Regions from separate parts of the Triticum aestivum genome. Here region 2 is linked to region 1. A link is a contact called in public Hi-C data. All regions are on one chromosome and are shown on one strand. The core of a region is the stretch at or near the end of the contact, and the rest is flanking DNA. Distances in the headings are between cores, read along the strand shown.

The links. A called contact is a pair of places that touch in the nucleus more often than the background predicts.
Region 2: a contact with region 1 is called in a Hi-C map of leaf, with 3 times the contacts expected there. The contact joins the promoter of LOC123134723 here to the promoter of LOC123138543 in region 1. A contact is called at or near these places in 2 of 5 Hi-C or Micro-C datasets (both in leaf).

What each region holds. Positions count from the first base shown.
Region 1 is chr6B:654,964,659-654,968,284 of IWGSC CS RefSeq v2.1, forward strand. LOC123138543 (dnaJ homolog subfamily B member 6) reads right to left here and starts at 1,607. Exons shown (of 7, transcript XR_006469236.1): 1 at 1,275-1,607; 2 at 666-759; 3 at 399-472; 4 at 256-318.
Region 2 is chr6B:655,198,833-655,202,458 of IWGSC CS RefSeq v2.1, forward strand. It overlaps LOC123134723 (18.6 kDa class III heat shock protein), which reads left to right and starts at 1,944. Exons shown (of 2, transcript XM_044553913.1): 1 at 1,944-2,364; 2 at 2,480-2,982. The coding sequence starts at 2,113. The coding sequence ends at 2,764.

The DNA.
Region 1 (3,626 bases), core at 357-2,856:
CCAGAAACAGCAAGATTTTTTTCATCCATATTAGGATACCGTTACGAAGAACAAAAATCACTATTATTTTTCATTTTTCTAGTTCTTCTTTCAAGCCCGGGATAAACATTTTACGAAACGGAACAGATAAGATGATGGTTGGCGAAATATTGTGATAAAATCTGTGTTGAAACACAAAATAATAGAAATAGTGACAACTAATGGTAGATTACAAAAAACATCTGAACCGGAGACGGTGAAGCGAATGGTTCTTACCGCTGGCCGTGTCTGGCTCATCATATGGGCCATCTCACCAAGGAAGTCCCCCATCCCCTGCATCTGCAAAACAATAGCAGAAAGCATCACTCACACTATAAGCAATACCGGCGGAAAGCCCGATTAAATTGCGCGATTCTTACGCTGTCGTCGCTGTCTTCTTCTTCTTGGTACACCCCCACGTCGTAGAGGAACCGCTTGTTGGCGTCGGAGAGGACTGCACAAGAACAACAATGGGATGGGAGCACGAGGGCTCCATGCGATAAGTTTGCCAACTAACTTGCTAGATCGGTTCGGCGGGTTTAGTCAGTTTGTTGCAACATGTAACAAGTGATGTGAGGTGGGTTGTGAATACAGAATATTTGAATATGGGGAGTGGGGGTGGAGGTTGGGAGAAGGAAGATTGAGACCGGAATAGGCGCCCTGGATCTCCTGGAACTTCTCCTTGGCCTCCTCCATCCGCTTGGTGCCGCTGGAGGACGAGCATCTGTCCGGATGCCATCTCTGCAACAGGTTACAGATCAAGAAGTTCAGCTGAATTTACAACAGAAAGAAAGGAAGAAAAATAAAAACAGAGCAGTTTCAGAGTTGGAACAGAGCAAAACTTGGGACGGATCAAGCAATGTTCGACGAGTACGGAGATGGCAGGACAGGCGAAATACGCCAATAATTGGCTACAAGCGTGGCGTCTGGGGATCTAAATCGCCGGATCGGCAAAGATCACGGGCTCCGGCGCAAACTCGCGTAAAGTATGGGGCGCAAACAGGACTGCAGCGCCGCTGAGCTACAGGAATACGAACGAACTTTGGCGCCAACCTACAATTTCCAAACTCGAGATCGGCGACATGTAATTATCTTCCGTGCCATGGCGAGAGGTGCAATCCATGGCCCTACCTCCCCGATTCCCGGTCGAATCGGCAGCGGGGAACATGTAGATGCAGAGAAAGATTTGACGAAGAAAACGCGGAAACGTGCACGCCGGAGAAGGAAGGGAGGAGGAGTCGGCGATTCTCGCTCACCATGGCCAGCTTCCGGTAGGCGAGCTTGAGGTCGGCGTCGGAGCACTCCTTGCTGAGCCCCAGCACGGCGTACAGGTCGCCGCCGCCGGGCGCCGCCGGCTCCCCGCCGCCGCAGCCGTCGCCGCCGGTGGCCATGCCGCGTCCCGCGCCGCCGGCCTGGGGGGCTCGAGGATGCGCGGGGGAGGAGGAGGAGGAGAGCGGAGAGGAGGGAGGAGGAGGTTCCTGGCGTTTCCTTCCCTCTCTCTCTCTCTCTCGGCTCAGGTCGCTCCTCTCCTCCACGCACTGCCTGCCCCTGGAAGCCTCTGGAAGCACGGCCATCATGCCCACTTGCCCCTTTTTAAAACGCTTTTTTTTTTCAACCTGCGAATTTCTCCTTCTGGCTTTGTTTACACGCCTTGGCGCCTTGCGAAAAGGCGACGCGGTAGCCTCCTTGCTTCCAAAACCAACTTTGGCCCGTGGAAAAAATAATATCACATCCGTCCCGAAATTCTTGTTTTAGATTTGTCACGGCTAGCAGCGTTGCATCGCTTTGAAAGCCATGTCTAGCATTTATATGAGGCGGTTTTAGTGCTACTTGGTAAATCATTCGGAAAGCGGTGTTTACAGTTATCATAGCTCTTTCCCTTCAACTTTGGGTTTGTAAAGCTGCTAATAGACTGTGCATGACTTTCACGTTAGCAGTGAAATTCTCCGGCGATTTTGATCGAAGAGGTATATTTTCTTTGCGAGTTGCGTTCCCCCTCCGAGCTGGGTGACATGCCTAAAAACCGCCAGGTTTCCATCTTCAAATGTACATCTTTGCATCAGCATGACACCAACACCGCGTTAGTCCATTGGTGTTATCTATGGGTGATTTGATTGATCCCGTTTCGAATAATTGGGATGAAGACCTAATTAGACAAACTATGTGGCACATTGATGTACAACAGATTCTTTCAATCCCACTCTCGCAACATGATATGCAAGATTTCATTGCTTGGAGTTATACGGAAATGGTATGCTTTCGGTTCAGTCTGCTTACTCTGTTGAGTGGGACCACCGGTATGGATGTAAACTGACCCATTCTAATGGGACGGGACAAATCTCAGTAAACCCTATTTGAAGTAAGGTATGGAAATTATCTTGTCCAGCAAAGGTCGAAAAATTTATCTAACATACGCTACATGGCACACTTCCATGTGGTGTTACGCTTGCAAATGGACATATGAAAATCTCATCCATTTGTCCTACTTGCTCTGAGGCTTCAGAAGATACAAAGCACATGCTTTTTCTCTGTAGTAAGGGCTTCTTTGGATCACAGGATTAGAAAACAAAGGAATTCAAAAAACACAGGAATTTGACGGGATTGTAGGTGCAAAACAGAGGATTACAAAATAGAGGAAAACTACAAGAATGGTCATTTGGATGGAACACAGGAAAAACACAGGAAAAGTGCCTCGATCCTACGCGAATCAGTGTAAAAAAGAGGTTATAGTGGATGTTGAAATTCCTATAGGATTGAGGTGTAGGAATGCATCCATAGGAATTTTGGAGGTGTGGTTCCTTTGATCCAAAGGGCTTCTTTAGGAAAAAATCCAATGGATTGGAATCCTCCAATATTCCTATGAAAATCCTTCAATCCAAAGAGGCCCTAAAGCAAAGGAGGTTTGGAAACGTCTGAGAATGGATGGTATACTGATAAAGCTCGTGAGGTTGATCGTGTTGGAGAGGCGATGTTGGAGTACTTACTTCATCTACCAGACCAAAAAATGTTGATTATGGGTCATCATAATGTGCGTGAAAATGAGTGTTATCCTAGCAATGGTATATGTGGTGGGAAAGACGAAAATTGATGCACAAGGAGACAACTCAGAATGCGCATCAGATTTCTATGGGGATTCTAGCCCTTATGACAGCCTTCGGTAATGCATCATCCCCCCAAGGCCTCTATGAAAAGGGGGATTGGTCTTGTCCTCCTAGGGGATTTGTGGAACTTAATGTCGACGCTTCTTTTGACCACGATCTGCTTAAGGGCACAATGGGGGTAGTCATTAGAGACGACAAAGGCAGATTTATCGCTGGAGGGAATGGGAAGATTGACTATTGCACGGATGTCTTGATGGCCAAAGCCTTGGCTCTCAAATTCGATCTAACATTGGGGCAAAGGACGGGATGTAACCGCCTCATTATTAACCCAGACAAACTGGAGGTGGTTGATACCATGAAGGATGGAGGACGGTTAGCGAGTGCGCCGGCGGCAATCTTCAATGATTGTTTTCAATATACTTGTGATTTCATAATTACTAGACTCGAACATTGTAATAGAGAAGCAAATAAAGTTGCTCATGAGCTCGCTAGATTAGCTAGATTTTG
Region 2 (3,626 bases), core at 694-3,193, 230 kb after region 1:
TATCAATTTTTTGATTTTTTTCAAAATTTATTGTTTTAAAAAAAATTTGAGTTTCGTTTCAAAGTTTACATTTCTTTCCATATAATCTTTATTAAGGTAGTATTTCTTAATGTTGTACTAGAAGAAGCTCAAGTAGGGCTCTTTCCTGGTCAAGACGAGCTCCATCTAGTGGTTATTGCACCTTCCTTCTTCGTGTTGCTTTCTTTAGCCGGTACTGGGCCAGGCACTACATGCCCCAGCGAGTGCCAGCAGCTCCAATCGGTGCTCACAGCGCCGAATAGGAGCTCCCGCGTAAAAGACACCAAATAAGAATCGCGCTGGAACACGAGAGTTCCTAATTAGCGCCTTAAGCGCCCGAAGACTCACGCTAGCGCTCGCGTGTGCCCCTGGCAGGTTGGCTTTCTCTAAAAGAAAGCCTATACACTGGTTCCCCTTTTTTGCAGGTGAAAACTTGTACTCCCTCCGTTCCAAAATAGATGACTCAACTTTATATTAAAGTTAGTACAAAGTTGAGTCATCTATTTTGAAACGGAGGGAGTATTACTCAACCAGAAGAGCCTTACAAATCACCAAGAGCTAAAGAAAAATCAACTTCCGGGCCAGACCCTAACCAAGTCATGGTTCTGCCCTCACCTCTAGCAAACTCGGTTAAAAAATTACTATTTGCTAAAAAAACTAAACTACCACTAACATTATTCTGAGTACGATTAACATGAGCAATACAAGAATCACGAAGAGGAAAAAGATGTCATTTTTCCTTGCTAGGAGAAGCGTAGATTGATATATCCTCTTCCTGGCATTGGATCAACTTGACGTCAACTATGGAATCCATCTCAGTTATGATAGGTAAGTCAGTTCTCTGTAGGTAAGTCAGTTCTCCCCTACAGGATGAGAATATGATCTTAGCCTTGCCATCTCTTATACATTGGTTCCTTGTAAGTGTGCTTGGAAAAATACTGCCGGTGTAAAAAACCCAGCTATGATTTTTCTATTAAGTTTGAAGATTCATGAAGTCGATTTTTTTTTGTAAATTTGAAATGTTCTCCAATCTATGAAATTTTCAGGAATTTGACTTTTTTGAAAATTTGAAAAAGTCTGGGAATCTAAAATATATTTACAAATATGAAAATGTTCGCACATTTGGTAAAATGTTTGTGAGTTTGAGAAATCTTTGCAATGTTTTTAAAAAAAATTGCAATTCTCTATGTGTCCACTAATTTGAGAAGTGTTCATGGATATGAAAAAAGTTTGTGAATTTGGAAAAACATTTCTGAATTTAAAAAAGCTCACAAATCTGAGAATTTGTTCACAAATTTGAATTATGTCCATGAATTTTGAAAATAATTGTGACTATGAAAAAATGTTTCCAAATATGAAAAAATATTCACGAATTCAAAGATGGTTCTCGGATTAATTTGTTTTCATGGATTTAGAAGTGTTTATTAATTGAAAATGTTCACATTGCGAAAATGTTTGTGAATTTGAAAAATGCTACAAATTATAAAAAGGAAAATAAGAAAGAAATAAATTAAATTAAAACAATTATAATAAAGAAAAGAAAACCAAACAAAAAAATAAAAAAGCAGCAAGAAAACCATGCTAGAAGCATTTAGAAGCCTCCAAAACCGGATGCCTCCCTGGCTTCGAAAGCTGCGAGCCGCGCTGCCGACAAGAGGGAGTGCGTGAAGTTAAAAACAATAGGAAGCGGCGCCATGAGCGATGAATACAAAACGCGTTATGTCTCATCAACTAAACGAAAAAACAGAAAAAAAGAGAAACATCGAGCTTGTCGTGCAGCCCACAGGCCGGCACAAAACGGCCCGTGTTCAAATCCAGAACAGCAGCAGTATTATTCCCTAGATCAGTCTCGTACAGCACTAGGTTGTTCCATTCGCTTCCGGATCTTTCTGGACGCGCCACGCGCCGCCCCCGGCAACATCTCGAACCTTCTTCCTCCTCTCTTTATACCACTCCCTCTCCCTCACTCCGCTCCGCACTGCAGAATCCAATCCAATCCAATCCATCGAGCTCTCCAAGTCGACTCGCACCATCCCATCCCACTTCCCACCCACCCACACACAGCGAGTAACCAACCCGAGGAAGGAAGAAGCCATGGCCGAGCTGCTGTTCGCCCCCGCCGTGGCCGGCCTCGTCCACCTGCCGGAGGTGCTCGAGCGCCTCGCCGCTGCGGACGCCGACCACCGCGACCACGCCCACCACCACACCGCCCACGGGCACGGGCACGGCCACCCCCGCGCGCAGATCGGGGGCGTGGGCGGCGGCGCGCCCGTGGACATCGTGGAGACCCCCGCCGAGTACGCCTTCCTGCTCGACGTCCCCGGCCTCTCCAAGTCCGACATCCAGGTACGTGCGTGCGCCGCTCCGCCCCGTTCCCCGCATCTCTTGGACCGAACTCGTCGGCTCGGCAGGGGGTGGCGCGATTGACTAACGTTTGCGCGCGCTCTGAATGAATGAGCAGGTGACTCTGGAGGAGGACAACGTGCTGGTGATGAAGAGCGCCAGCAACGGCGGCGGCGGCGCCAACGGGAAACGGAAGCGGGAGGAGGAGGAGGCGGACTGCCGCTACATCCGGCTGGAGCGCCGCGCGTCGCCGCGGTCGTTCGTGCGCAAGTTCCGGCTGCCGGAGGACGCGGATGCGGGCGCCGTGGCCGCGCGCTGCGAGAACGGCGTGCTCACCGTCACCGTCAAGAAGCAGCCGCCGCCGGAGAAGAAGACCAAGTCCGTCCAGGTCGCCATCGCCTGATCGTTCGGGCCTGTCGCGCGAACCTTCGGTACCTCGTCGGCGTTTGTCGTCAGTGATCGTTCCAGCAGTAGAGTAGTGTGGCGAGTCTGGTAGATTTGGGTCTTCTCTTGTGGTCTCATGCTCTGTTCGTGGTCTGGCCGGACATTAGGCGTGCTAGTTGTGGTCGTGTTTTGTGAATCATGCTGTGAATGCAACGATGGAGCACGAATTGTATCTTCCTCGCTTGACCGAATGCAGCCGCGTGCCTGGATTCATACGTTTTTCACGTAATCTTAGCGGAAAATAGAATGAGAACTTTGTTTCACGACTGCACGATCTGTCAACTCCTCTGGGTTCCACGGTCTATCAAATTAACTCTGTTCTCAAGTGCCATGATCTAAATAAATACAAAACAAAGTGAATTGAAAGAAACTAAAAAATGATTATGATTTATGAGGGATGCCCATGTGCTCCTTACATCAGGACTAAAATGTACAGAACAACAAGACTAAATGCATAAAAGCAACCTAGTGATTATTTTTATTTTTATTTTTGGCATAGAAGCATTGATGCTTCACACCAGACACAAGTTAATAGCAACATGGTTGTTGGTTCACATTATATCCGAGTGTTCTTCTATTTAACGCCAGGAAAGATGGGCCGAGCAACGAGTAGAGTCCACAGCTTCACAGCCACCACTCTCTCTCTCTCTCTCTCTCAAAAAAAAAAGGCTTCACAGCCACCACTCGGAGTTGCTTTTGCTTCAGTCACCTGAGTTGCTTTTGCTTCACAGTCACCTGAGTTGCTTTTGCAATGTTGTTCACAACATCCTAGGACTTGGAAGCATCGGGATCTCTTAGTCTAAGTATGTGGGTGTGTCCTA